Regions from separate parts of the Zea mays genome. Here region 2 is linked to region 1. The links are chromatin contacts, called in public Hi-C maps. All regions are on one chromosome and are shown on one strand. Each heading gives the region's core, a stretch centred on a gene start, on an enhancer-like site or on the middle of the called end of the contact. The rest is flanking DNA. Distances are from core to core; before and after follow the strand shown. Region 1 holds the start of LOC100283234 (50S ribosomal protein L4-like). Region 2 holds the start of LOC100277295.

Region 1 (6,906 bases), core at 3,053-5,552:
GAACAGGGCCGAGGCAAGGGCCCTTGAGCGATCCAGGAGAGGGCTTGGCGATGGGTCTGTCGGCATGCTCCAGTCTCTCACTGTCGCTGCCCTGTCTGGGTAATTGGAATGTATCTCGGCACTTTTCTTTTGACTACTAGAAAGCAGTGGATTGTCTGTTCCTGGAGATAGTTGCTATCACTTTTGTTCTTATCAATTTTATGTGATCTTGCTGCCTCATTTATCTCGCGTTTTTTGTAGCTGTGTCAATGTACTGCTCACAAACCCGATTTGGGTTGTTGTTACACGAATGCAAGTGAGCATATGTTTCTTCTCTGCTACCTACTTTTAGTGCAGAACTGGAGATTATCTGGCATAGCAATAGCATTGATACTTCATTCTGTTTGCAGACTCACAGAAAGGCAAACAAACAGCAAAGACCTCAGGGTTTGAATTGTGCTCTTGATAAGCCCCTTGAAGCTGCTACAGCTGAAAACGCTCCATACAAAACGATTGATGTTGTAAGTACAACTCTTGTAGGAAGAGATACTCTATTCATGATTAATGTATTCGAATAGCTACATCAGGACAATATTTATAACTTTGCGTAGTAAAGGTAATGCTCACTCCTGATTTCTAGATGGATTGCAATTCAGTAGTGCTTCTCTTTAATTTCTACCCTGAAGATTTGATTTTAGGTTTTGCTCTTACACTTGGATTAATATCAGTGTATTAATTTGCAACAGGTAATTGATACCTATAACTTGGTTATATGCTTGACATCGTTAGTTGCTCTTTCTATGCTGTCAATTGGTCATGCGGGGTTGGGTAGAAGTTGGCAATGTTGTGAATTCGGTAGGGTATCAGCCTCTTTTTCATAGGGTTTCTCCGCTAATCTGCCATGGTTAGCTAGTTGAACAGGAAGAAGCGCTACACAACTAGATTTTTCTTAAAACCAGTACTGTTTTTATGCTATGCTCACTGCTAGTGCTAGTATTACATGCATCTCGCTTGGCCTGATTGGAGGTAAAGTGAGTTGAATCTGAACTCTAAATAAATTGCAAGTCAGTGCAAATGTGAAACTCAAAACCTCTTTGATTTTGAAAACAGCGGATGTAATACTTGCTAGAACCAGACAATGATCAGTCAAAACACAATGATTTCTTTTTGCATTGAGGATGTATGGACATCTAGAGAACCATGTTGTGGTAAGCGCTGAAGTAACATGAGTAATAACATTAGTTTAGAAGACTAAGTAGTGTGATTCAAAGGAGACCTCAGTGGCACTATTGCATGGCTGAATCCTAAGCTGTGATACTGATGTAAGGAGAGGTAGGGTTGGCTGAATTTGACATGAGATGATGAGAGGAGGCAGTAAAAAAGAGACTTGAAAGGGTGGAATATACCTAGATAATTGTTCTTGGATAGGAATGTGAAGCTCAGCTATTCAAAGGCCTGAACCATGATCATACTTTAGATCCCTTAATAATGTGACTATAATTGATGACTTAATAATACTTTATGCCATGTTCGAAGTTAGTGGGCATTTTTGTTTCTTTAGGGCAAGACTTCAACCAAAACTACTCTGTTAATGCCTTGTGTTACAAAATCATAATCAATGAAGGACTTCTCAATACAAATCTAATGACGTCAATTTTGAAAATATGTTTTAATAAAGAAATTATGAGCCAAAGGCTTGTCCTACTGAAACAAAATACACCTACTAGCTTCAAACGGAGATAGTATATTGTTTGCTCTTTCTTTTCGCTTTATGTTGGTGCCATGTTAGGTTTCAAATCTAACCCGCTTCAATTTGCTTGGGCCTACAAGGCTTTGTTGTTGCTGTTGGTTTTCTGACTAGGTTTAACTCCAGTTTCAGGAACTCTACAAAGAATCTGGAGTTCTTGGCTTCTGGAAAGGGGTAATTCCGGCTCTTATCATGGTAAGTCGCTGTTGCTCGCCGTTTCTGTTGCTTCTTAGTCGTATAGTGTTGCTATTTTACAATTTTATCTGCTTCTAGGTTAGCAATCCCGCAATTCAGTTCATGCTATATGAGACTCTTCTGAAGAAATTGAAGAAGAGACGAGCCTCTAATTTTAAGGGAGCTGATGGATTGACTGCTCTTGAAGTAAGCTTTTGTTTTTCCAGTGGTAGGAATTGCCTCAAGTGATTTATCTTGAGTTTTGACAATACCAGTTTGCATAGTGATTACTTGTTTTATTGGGGTCTGAAACCCTGAACCTATTGTAAAAGTGACTTGAATGAACTTTGGTTTGTCTGTGGTGGAAAAAAAGTGACTTGAAAGCCTGTTTGTCTGGGACATGTATTGGTTGCTATATGTTTGACTCTAGATGTTGGAGATAATTTGGCACTTTCATCTGCCCATCTATACTAGTATTCCTATGGTTTATGATAAAACTCTAACCTGACATTGCAAACATTCTTATTCAGATTTTTCTTCTTGGTGCTGTTGCGAAACTTGGTGCAACCGTCGTTACGTATCCCCTTCTAGTTGTTAAGGTGATTAATTATTGGATTGGTGATAACCACAGTTGTTCACTTGCATATTTGAGTGCATACCATAAATCAAGCCTTTTCTTCGTGCAGGCAAGACTTCAGGCAAAGCACATGATTAACGATGACAAGAGGCATCGCTACAAAGGTACGGAAGTTCTCTACCTTTTGTCTTTCTTTAATCAGGTCTCATTTCTTGCTGTTACTGGATTGGTATTGAATAATATTTAACTTGCCACGCCATTTCTTGCTGTTACTGACAAACTATTGAAGATCTTAATGTGCCATTCTTGCGCTCAGGTACACTTGATGCGTTCACAAAGATGGTACGATATGAGGGTCTGTCAGGGATGTACAAAGGAATGGGCACAAAAATTGTGCAAAGTGTTTTTGCTTCTGCTTTGCTTTTTATGATTAAGGAGGAGCTGGTGAAGGGTGCTCGACTATTGGTAACTGGTAACACTAGTCTGGTTAAGAAACTACCATCAAAGTCATCAAGATGAACTACGGGCATCGCAAGCGTTAGTATATCATCCTAAAAAGCCATTTATTATCCGCATAAACCGTAAACAAGGTCGACAAGCTATAGAGCTCGCCTCTGCTTTGGATATGTCAACTGTAGGTTACACAATAGCCAGTATGATTCACGTAGGGACCAAAGACTATGTTGGATAGATATTTGTATCATTCATGTAGAATGTATCGTGGAAGATCGAAACAGAAGAAAATAAATAAGTATGATAATTTGAACTTCGGCCATCTGCTCTAAACTTCTGATTTCCTGACTTGCTTTTACCTTATGGTTTGTGCAAGGGTGGCAGAATATCTGGAAAAAAAAACTATCATGAGAATGCAATCCGCAGTCATCTATTCAGGTTTCTTGACCTGCATGACTTTGCTTGTTACCTTGTCGGTAAGGAGACGCGTGCAAGTTGGTTATCATCAGGAAGCCAAGGGAACGTAGAACTTCTGATTAAGGCTGTGCGCAGCGGTCACCGCTAGCACTCCCCCTCCCCTTGCATGCCGTCTGTAGGGGGCACCCTACGGCCGCAGCGGTGCCCCCTACAGCGCCCCCTACGCGTCGGCACCCTTCTATCTCCCCCCAGATCTAGCGTGTCACTGTTCATCACCCTAAACACTGTGCTGTGGGTCCACGAGTAATTGTTAGTAGATAAAAAATTAATAGTTGATATAGAAAATGATATTTTATAGTTGTAGTGGGGTATAGGGGAGTATTTAGGGGGAACCGCTGCGGGAGATGAAAAAATAGGGAGAAAAATAGGGGGGAAAAGTGATATAGGGGGAAAAATTTAGGGGTAACGGTTGCGGATAGCCTAATCCTTTTTACCTAGAATTTCTGAAGATTCGTTTTCACCCTTTATCTATCCCAGCTGTGCTGAAAGCATTGGGCACTTGCAGTTGAGTCTGCAGGTGCAGCTGACTTAAGTGCACAGGCACGGTTTCGTCTCCTCCCGTCCCGTGTCAACCAGTTTTAGCAAACTGCAAGCAAATAAATTCACTTAACACGGCAAATGCCCTTTCATTACTTGTAATATTAATGGATTTTTAAGGAAAAATTACTCAAACTTGTGAAGTGCGACTGCGACTAGCCGACTCGGCATGAGACCTGACTCGGTGACTCCTGAGACAGTTGACAGTGTGCCTTCTTGTGGCGTTGGCAAGTAGGGACTACGAGTCTGTCTGGGGAGGAGTGGCCGAACCGAACGGGTGGATAACAAAGGGATAGAGAAGCGGCAGCTGCAGAGGCAGAGCGTCAGAGCCATCGTCCTCGCCTCACCCCGTAGTCCCGTACCTAGCGCAGCGAAGCCGGCACAATGCCAGCCGCCGCCGTAGTCTCCCCTCTCCTCCTCTCGCTCTCCTCGTCCTCCTCCCCCTTCCTCTCTTCCTCATCCACCTCCTTTTTCCCACCCTCCTCCGCTGCCGTCACTCCACACGCCGCCGTCAGGACGAGGGCGGCTGTCTCCGTCCTCCGCGCGCTGCGCGCCGAGGCGGCCACCCTCCCCGTGCTCTCATTCACCGGAGAGAAGGTCGGGGAGGTAACCCTCGACCTCAAATCCGCGCCACCCTCCACCGCGCGCGCTGTCGTGCACCGCGCTATCATCACCGACCGCCAGAACGCGCGCCGAGGCACGGCCTCCACGCTCACCCGCGGCGAGGTCAGAGGCGGAGGGAGGAAGCCCTATCAGCAGAAGAAGACGGGGAAGGCGCGGCGGGGGTCGCAGCGTACCCCGCTTCGTCCCGGCGGTGGCGTCGTGTTCGGCCCCAAGCCCCGCGACTGGTCCATCAAGATCAACCGCAAGGAGAAGCGCCTTGCCATCTCCACTGCCATCGTGAGCGCCGCCAAGGACGCCTTCGTTGTCGAGGAGTTCGAGGAGGCCTTCGCGTCGGGGCCCAAGACCAGGGATTTCGTGGCCGCTTTGCAGCGGTGGGGGCTTGACCCGAAGCAGAAAGCCATGTTCTTTGCCACGGACTTCGACGACAATGTGCGGCTCAGCGGCAGGAACATTGGTTCCCTCAAAATGCTCACACCCAGGACGCTGAACCTGTACGACATACTCGACGCACGCAAGCTCTTCTTTACTCCTGCTGCTGTAGACTACCTCAACTCCAGGTACGGAGCCAGTGTTTCCGATGACTACTATACTGATGACGAGGATGATGGCGAGGAGGAACTGGTCGAGCAAGAAGCAGAAGAAGGCACCACAGCAGATGCTGCTCCAGGTACATAGCTACAGAGTATGCTTTGCTGGTTGCAGTGCGCTGCTTGATTATTCCTGTACTGGCCATATATGGGCTCTCTGCTAGTAACTGCTATCCTTCAGTTAGTACATGTCTCAACAGGTTGAAGGAGAATAGCAAATGGTAGTGCTACGAAGCAGTAATGCCGATTGGATTGAATTGCATCACCATTATTTTGGGGAACATTTTATCTACAATGTAAATTTGAATGGCATAAAACCACACTACTCAAGGACCAAGACATGGGGTTTGAATATCGGTTTTGTACAGGACTATGTTTTGCTGAATAAAAATGCACCTCTTACCATATTTCTCATTTTTCTAAAAGAGAGTGGCAGGAGCTCTGCCTTGCATTGAAGGGAAATAAGATGGTTTTGTCTGAATGGCAGACACGCCTCAACATAAAATAGGACAACCACAAATTTCATGAGAGAGCCAACCTGCAAAGAAACAAAAACAAGACACAATTGTTGTGGCGGCCAATGATGTCGGTGTCACGGCGGGAGAGGGCGTGGTCGACCGTATGGAGACAACTGGGGCAGTATTACACCGTGAAGTTGAAGCCGAACAACTTGCTCACCCACTGGTGCCGCAGGATCGTTGAGAGGCGTTGATCAGGCAGGAACTTCACGCTAAAGTGGTTGGTGCAGATGAGTAACCGGCGCCCCCAGAGATATGGGCGCCAATGACGCACGACTTGCACCAAGTCGATGAGCTCTCGTTCGTAGGCGGCGATCTTCTGGTGTCATGGCACGAATGGTCAGCTGAAGTAGGCCAGTGGTCCTGCGCCCTACTGAAGGATAGCGCCGAACCCTATGCTCGTCGCGTCACACTCCACGACGAACAAGGTATCGAAGACTGGCAGATGGAGGACCGACACAGTGGAGTGTGCGCGCTTGAGTGCGGTGAAGGTCGTCTCAGCCTTCGGTGACAAGTGGAAGGTGTCCTTCCCTAGCAAGCTGGTGAGTGGCGCCACGATGAGGTCGAATTCCTATATGAACTTCCTGTAGTACCCCATAAGGCCCAGGAAGGTGCAGCCAAGACGTGACGGCCTCCACCTTGTCTCCATCCATGGCTACGCCATCTACGGAGATGACGTGCCCTAGGTATGCGACGGACGTCATGCCAAAGGAGAGCTTGCCAAAGAGGGAGTGTGCATGGAGGCGTCGAAAAAGGCGTGTTGCAGATGAGTTGACCACGAGTCGTTGTAGATGAGAATACATCAAAGAAAACAAGGACAAACCAACGGAGTAAGGGCTGCGTGACTTCATTCATGAGGCTCTAGAATGTTGCCTGCGTGTTTGCCAACCCAACTGGCACCAACAGAAACTCAAAGTGGCCATGGTGGGTGTGAAACACGGTCTTCTCGATGTCGCCTGTGTGCATGCGGATCTGGTGGTACCCGGAGCGTAGGTCCAGTTTTATGAAGAAATGGGCGCCATGGAGCTCGTCAAGGAGCTCATCAACGACGGGGACGACGAGGATTGGGAACTTGTCCTTCACCGTGTAGTCGTTGAGGAAGCGCAAGGAGTCGATGTAGAAGAGCAAGGAGTCATGCTTCTTGACGAGGAGCATCGATGTGGAGAAGGTCGACGTGCTAGGCTAAATAACGCCCTAGACCAGCATGTCGACGACTTTGCACTCCAATTCGTC
Region 2 (6,620 bases), core at 1,163-3,662, 220 kb after region 1:
GTGTACAGATAGTTAAGCTTGAATAATCATTTGTTGCAGGAAGATGATGGTAGGTACTCTGGTGGATCCTCTCCTGAATCAACTGGTTCTGTTGAAACCTCCATATCGTCCCATTTTGGAGGCATGAACTATCCATCACTGTTCAGTTCAAAACCGTCAAGTCATGGGGCCTCACAACAAACGGTATATTCTACTGCATCTATGCTATGTTCATTTCTTTGGTGCCGAGAGGAGGGTGTGCTAAAAAAACATTTACTTAACATTGTTATCTGAGTTTAGACAAAGCAGATACTGTACCATACAATTTTAAACCATTTTACAGAATGGATGGATATGGTTTCTGATAGGTTTGCCTTTGCTTCAGATACGTGAAGAACCACCCTCATATTCGACGTCAGTACTACAGAGGAAGGAATCATTTGAAAACCCCCTTGGAGGGGGTGGAGGACGAAGTTTCGGATCCCACGAGGATGAAGATAAGAGTTCTGGTAACCCTCAGTCTGGGAAAGCTTTGTATGACTTCACAGCAGGCGGTGATGATGAGGTACGCGGGTAGTAATCCTTTTTGTTGTTTGTCTTATAAATTCCTGAAGTGATACTTCCATGTTCAGAGTTTGATGGAATGTTGGTTCTGAAATCTTTTTTTCTGGCTTGGGGTAACGGATGTTTATAAGTGATTCACTGTCTTTACTATTGGGATATAATTGTTATTAATGTATTATTGTAACTATCCAGTTCAGTGGCAAATAGCTCAAAGAGAGAGACGGCTTTCATTTGAATGCAAACAAGAGGACAATTGGTTAGGTTCAGTCCTAAATTGGAATTTTCTTTTTTGGAGGACCCTCACCTATCAAGCTAGTCTTTAGGGTTTAGGTTCAATACCATGGTTAATTGTGGGTTCCGGTGAACCTTGGCCCGGCAGCAGCCTCTAGATAGCAATCTGGGTTGAATCTGCTTTCATTCTAACACACTTATTCATTATTCATGTACATTGTTTTTTCAGCTGAGTTTAAACTCTGGAGAAGAAGTGGAGATTGAATACGAGGTCGATGGTTGGTATTATGTAAGTTCCCATCTCACCATAGACTTTACTTGTCTTTGATTTGAAACAAACAGATTTTAAGGTTGACGATTTTTTTGTGTGTGCTCAGGTGAAGAAAAGGAGGCCTGGAAGGGATGGAAAGATGGCAGGTCTGGTTCCTGTTCTGTATGTGAGTTCATGATAACAGCCGTGTGTATCGTTTCCCACACTTGTGGAAGCTGTTTGGAGTTCATGGGCTTAACAAAAAGGCACACTGGAATGCTCCCGAGAGATCTTCGCATAAACTCGTGCCCGTCGTATAGGCACGTGGCCTTGTGGAAGCAGGTCATATCCAGTCATCTTGGGGTTCGTATGATGCTGCAGTGCTGTTCCTGGGAAAGATTTACGTGTTGATTTGTCTGGACCCACACCACTAGTCATTCAATTGATTGTTTTTTGTTGCTAAGGTGGAGACTCTTCAGAGGTTAAACCGTTCATCTGTGCCATTTTGCTGCCGTCTGTGTTCAAGAAGGCAATTTCGTCGTCTCCAGTTCGTGTTGTGCGATATATATTCTAGTAAAATTGTAGAGGCATCATTTCCCCGGCATATATTATTTTGGTCGTGTATGGTGTGATTCTGGTGGTAAAATAGTGTCATTAATGTTGTGTATATTTGTTTCCGGGTGGATTACAGAGTATATAACTATAAGGGGGTGTTTGGTTTAAGAAATCACTACATCCAAATTGAGGTGGTGCATCATGTGTTCATTCCTCAAATTTGGTAGGATGACCCTATTCCTCATATTAGTACTAACTAACTAATTATGACGAATGAGGTGGTGATGATCAACTTATTCCATTTCACAAACCAAACAAAAATAGTGAGGAGTGAGAAGATGATGGACTAGTTCATTCCTCAAACCAAACATCCTATAAAGCCGTAGTTTTGTTTAGGATCATCAGGCTAAAGCTTGGTACCGAAGTCCGGCACAGCACCAAATACAATTTAGGCTGTTTGCTTTAGATTAAAGTTAGCCACTGATGCAGCTGTTACAGCTGCAATCTATAGATTCTTTTGAGACAAAAGTCGGTATGGATTAATGCTAAAACCTTGGCTTGTCTGGTCTGGTCGTCTATTTGGTCTATGGCGGGGGGCTGTTAGCGGCTGCTGCTTTTCCAGTTCGCGCTACCATCGGTAGATGTAGAAAAACGTGATTGGATCAAAAGTTATTCTGAAAATATGGTCTTGGAATTGCGCTAACTATTGTTGCCATGCTCCTGGCCATTTACCGATTTGCTGATTTGCCTTAGGAAATGTCGCCCGGTCGGTCGGTTCCGTGTCTCCTCGACGGCGTTCCTGATAGCAGCTTTCAACGGGCATTGCACAAGGCGGGGCATTTCTTGTATCGCCTGCCTCCAGGCTCCAGCATGCTCTCTTTCTGCTGAGCTCCCCGGACCCCGATCGCGACTGCATCAGAGTAGGGATAAAGGAGAGAGAGAGCCAGTGATTGCGCAGTGGGCACCAACGCAACGCACCGTTGCCTGTGAAGCAGCGCAGCGCGGAGCGGAAGGGTCCAGCGACCGCGACTGATGGGGAGGAGCGGCGGCGAGACCGCGGGGAAGCGGCAGCAGTTCGGGAGCATGGAGGAGTTCTGGGGCTTCTACCTGAGCCAGCACTCCAAGCCGGGCACGCGGCGGTGGCACTTCCTCGGCACGCTGGCCTCGCTCGCCTGCGCGGTGCTCGCGGCCGCCACTGGCCGCGCCGCGGTCCTCCTCGCGGGCCCCATTCTCGGGTACGGCATGGCGTGGTACAGCCACTTCTTCTTGGAGGGCAACCGCCCCGCCACGTTCGGTCACCCCGTGTGGTCCTTCCTCTGCGACCTCCGCATGTTCCTGCTCATCCTCACCGGCCGTATCGACGCCGAGCTCGCACGCCTCCGCGTCCGGCCGACGGCCGAGTCCACCGACGCCGCGGCGGCCTCTGCGCACCATGACTGATCCGTATCCTCCATGCTCGTCTGTCTTGCTTGCCTACCCGGCTACCCGTAGCGAGTTTGAAGTGAAGGCCTAAATCAATCGATCACCAGCAGGCAGTTCGTAGGTGTTTCTTGGTAATATCTGTATCAACAACCATTTCAACTTGTATCTCTAATCTCTATATAATAAATACCATGTTCTTGCTCTAATCTTTATCACCCCACCTCTTTCTGTCTGGTGTGGTTGAAAGGCAATTTCGAAACGACATAGAATTTTCGCTTAGTTTATTTTGAAGGTCCGATTGTTTCTAGAGCCTTAGGATCAGAAACAGAGTAATTGATTGACTGCTGAACCACGATTAGAACTTTATTCCTTGCCATTTACAGCCAGAACACAGAGGTCTAACTCGTAGCACGCTTAATTTGTTCCATGTAAGAATCACAAGAATCTCGACGCAGAACAGTAAAGATACGGTGGACAACCAGTGTGGTTCCTTATTCTAATGGTAATGGTGGAAAGCACCCGTCTGAATTCTCATGGCTGGAGATATACAGTCCCTCAGCTGTCGCTTCTGCTTGGCTTGTCTGACGCCGGGTACACCTGAAAGGAAGCAACAGCAACTTGCTTAACGATGCGTTCGTGAGTAGAGACGCCGATTGGAGCCGACCCTGCACCTGCATAGGATAAACTGGACTGTGCTCACCCAGTCTTACCGTGTTAGCTGACGGGATCCACTCGTTGGTAGCAGGGTTTCCCCTGCAAGAAGCATGTCGCTCCTCTGCATTGGGATCTTCAGACAGTTTGAAGGGGGCGCCTTTAGCTTTGTCCATCTTGATGAAACCCGTTCCGGTCTGCTCGCACGCGCCAGATATTAGCACGCACTAGTAAAATAACAGTAGTCTGGAACTGGAAGCCAGAAGGAGGAGGTGGGAATTAAAGAAGGTCGTGTCAACCGTGTGGTGCTGCTCGCCGACGCCGCCGAGGTCCTTGTAGTACTCCGTCTCCACGAACTCATCTCCCACATTGGCGCCCTCGTACACCAACCTCTGACAAAAAAAAACACAGATTATATTATACTGACCCGTGCGTGCTACAGTTGAGCCTTCGGAATTCCGGCGGGAGGAGAGGGAGAGAAGAGACGCGAGAGACCTCGGTGTGTGCTTCCAGCTCTTGGAACTTGTCCAGCTCCGGGTGGGAGTTGCCGCCGACGTCCGGGACGAGCGCGTCGACGTACACGGCGGAGTGCTCGCTGCGGGAGGGCTTGGTGTGGCGCTTTGGCGCCGCGTCGTCGTAGTACTCCCGCACCTCGGCCTCCAGCGCCGCCTCGTCCTCGGCGGAGAGGTGCGCGTCGCTCCTGTTGGGCGGCCTCGACATATCCCCTTTCCTTTGCTTCCTCCTCGCTGCCGCGTCGTCCTCTGTGCAGTTAGTGGGAGGCCGAAGGCGTGCCGTGCCCCGTGTGCTATAATGGCGCGCGGTCGCCCGCGATGGCTGATGGCACCGTGCCGCGGGGCCAACGAGATATTTGTGAAGGCATTGCAAAATATCTCGAGGAGGACAGGGCGGGTAGGCGCAGGTAGCTCTCGTTGCCTTTGCCGGAAGTTTGTGAGAGGCCAGGAATGCTCACTGATCGCTCCTCTGAGGTTGTGAATTGTGATGCCGTAGCTCGTACTGGGTGGTTATCATCTTTTACTCTCGGTGTCTAGAGATCAACGTAGCAGATAAAAGTAGAAAAAAATAGATACAAGACAAAAAGCTATTTTTATTTCTCTAATAAATATTGATTATTTAGATGAGCATATATCATTCTTCAATTTATTTTACTCTCATTGACATTGACAACATTGAAACCGGTGTGATGAAGGAATAACCCGATTAGGCCTTATTCGGTTAATACCGTTACCTATGGATTGGATGTAATTGGAAAAAATTGTGAAGAAATTTGATTTATTTGGGGTTTAAACTCACCCAATCCTACTCAATCCACATGGATTGAGAGCTAACCGAACAGGCCCTTAGGTGGGTCGCATGAACGGTATTTACTGAGGCATCCTTTGGATTGTAGAATTAGTAAAACATAGGGATAGGAAAAATGTAGAAATAGAGTTGCATGACACTTCCAAATCATAAGAATTTTTTAAAGAGGTTGGACCCCATTTTAAAAATTCTTCAAAATCTCACTACAATGGTCGATTCTATAGGAATTTTATAGGATTTGTAGGAAGTCAATCCTTTGTTCCAAAGGGCCACATAGGAAAATTTTCTACAGGAATTTAATCCTTCAAAGTTCCTCCATTTTTCCTTTGTTCCAAAAGAGCCCTGAGGTTTGATCTGGTGGAGGGCTGCAAATGCAACATTAAGGGCTAATTTGGAAACCACATTTTTTCAAGGGATTTTCATCTTCTCGAGGGAAATTATTTTATTTTACCTTAAAAAAATAGAAATCCAAAGCGAAAATGGAGTTACCAAACTAGCCCCGAAGGTGTAATACCCAAATTCTATATGAAACAAAAGGGTTTTCTATAAGTTACTTGATTATGTGATTATTCCTCCCCTTTTCATATTTGTTTACCAAGAATATAAACCATCAGGTGAGGATTAGAATTTAACCAAAATAACTTAAATAAATAAAGGTGCATCATGCTGAGTCTTTGAACTGTGCATATAAATATGAATTTGATACATTGATTTGGTATTTAAATTATGTAAAACTTAAATAGAATAAAAGGAAGAAAACAGAAAAGAGGAAATAGCCCCATGGGCCGAATCTGGCCGGTCCAGCCCACCCACACCCACATCTCTCCGCACCGACAAGCCGGGCCCACATGCCAAAGATCACGCGCAGCCCACACCACTACAGGAAAGAAAGAAAGATGGAAGGCCCAAAGAGCTCTACAGTAGTGCCCCGGAATGGGGTCGTAGAGCCGGTAACCCACTCTGTTTAGTATTTTGATTTCGTAGGGGTCAAGGTCGGCCAGTGAGACGATGGGGGATAAGCTTCATCGTCGAGAGGGAAACAGCCCGGATCACCAGCTAAGGCCCCTAAATGACCGCTCCCATTTCGAGTCAAGAGATAGATAAATAGCCACATCCCATTGCACTGATCGGGGGCGCTCGTAGTGACTTAGGGTGTCGAAGACCAAGAAGAAACACCTAAATTTTCGTGGGCCAAAAACCCACGAAAATAAGCGTAAACCGACGAAAATACACTATTTTCGTCGGCAGACCGACGAAAATAGCCGTCGAAAATAAGTTCGACGAAACTAGGCAACTATTTACGTCGGTACCGACGAAAATTATTTATTTTCATCGGCTTTCCCAAAGCCGACGAAAATAGCTGGTCGGCTGACTATTTTCGTCGGCCTCAGTGGCCGACGAAAATAGGAGCCTGATTTTCGTCGGCCCCGGTGGTGGCCGATGAAAATAGCTGGGCCGTATTTTCGTCGGTCCCGGTGGTGGCCGACGAAAATAGCTGGGCAGTATTTTCGTCGGCCTGTAATCAGGCCGACGGAAATTCATGATACCCCCCAAACAGAATTTTGTGCACCTTTCAATTGACAGCAAAAGACACAATTCACAATATCACTATTCACATATACAGATTCACAAGCAAAATACACAATTC

What was found. A called contact is a pair of places that touch in the nucleus more often than the background predicts.
Region 2: a contact with region 1 is called in a Hi-C map of root tip, with 7 times the contacts expected there. The contact joins the promoter of LOC100277295 here to the promoter of LOC100283234 in region 1. A contact is called at or near these places in 12 of 25 Hi-C or Micro-C datasets (bundle sheath, ear, endosperm and 5 more) and 1 of 3 datasets of contacts at active chromatin or transcription factors (seedling).

The regions. Positions count from the first base shown.
Region 1 is chr1:38,263,375-38,270,280 of Zm-B73-REFERENCE-NAM-5.0, forward strand. LOC100283234 (50S ribosomal protein L4-like) reads left to right here and starts at 4,303. Exons shown (of 2, transcript NM_001374454.1): 1 at 4,303-5,235. The coding sequence starts at 4,329. It overlaps LOC100285700, which reads left to right. Exons shown (of 11, transcript NM_001158591.2): 4 at 1-99; 5 at 241-295; 6 at 390-500; 7 at 1,853-1,921; 8 at 2,000-2,107; 9 at 2,431-2,499; 10 at 2,587-2,641; 11 at 2,794-3,263. The coding sequence ends at 2,996.
Region 2 is chr1:38,490,031-38,496,650 of Zm-B73-REFERENCE-NAM-5.0, forward strand. It overlaps LOC100277295, which reads left to right and starts at 2,413. Exons shown (of 1, transcript NM_001360554.1): 1 at 2,413-3,218. The coding sequence starts at 2,612. The coding sequence ends at 3,019. LOC100274171 (SH3 domain-containing protein) reads left to right here. Exons shown (of 25, transcript NM_001360553.1): 22 at 40-183; 23 at 365-544; 24 at 1,004-1,063; 25 at 1,152-1,745. The coding sequence ends at 1,223. It overlaps LOC100275298, which reads right to left and starts at 4,547. Exons shown (of 4, transcript NM_001149413.1): 1 at 4,148-4,547; 2 at 3,952-4,044; 3 at 3,712-3,849; 4 at 3,341-3,598. The coding sequence starts at 4,372. The coding sequence ends at 3,557.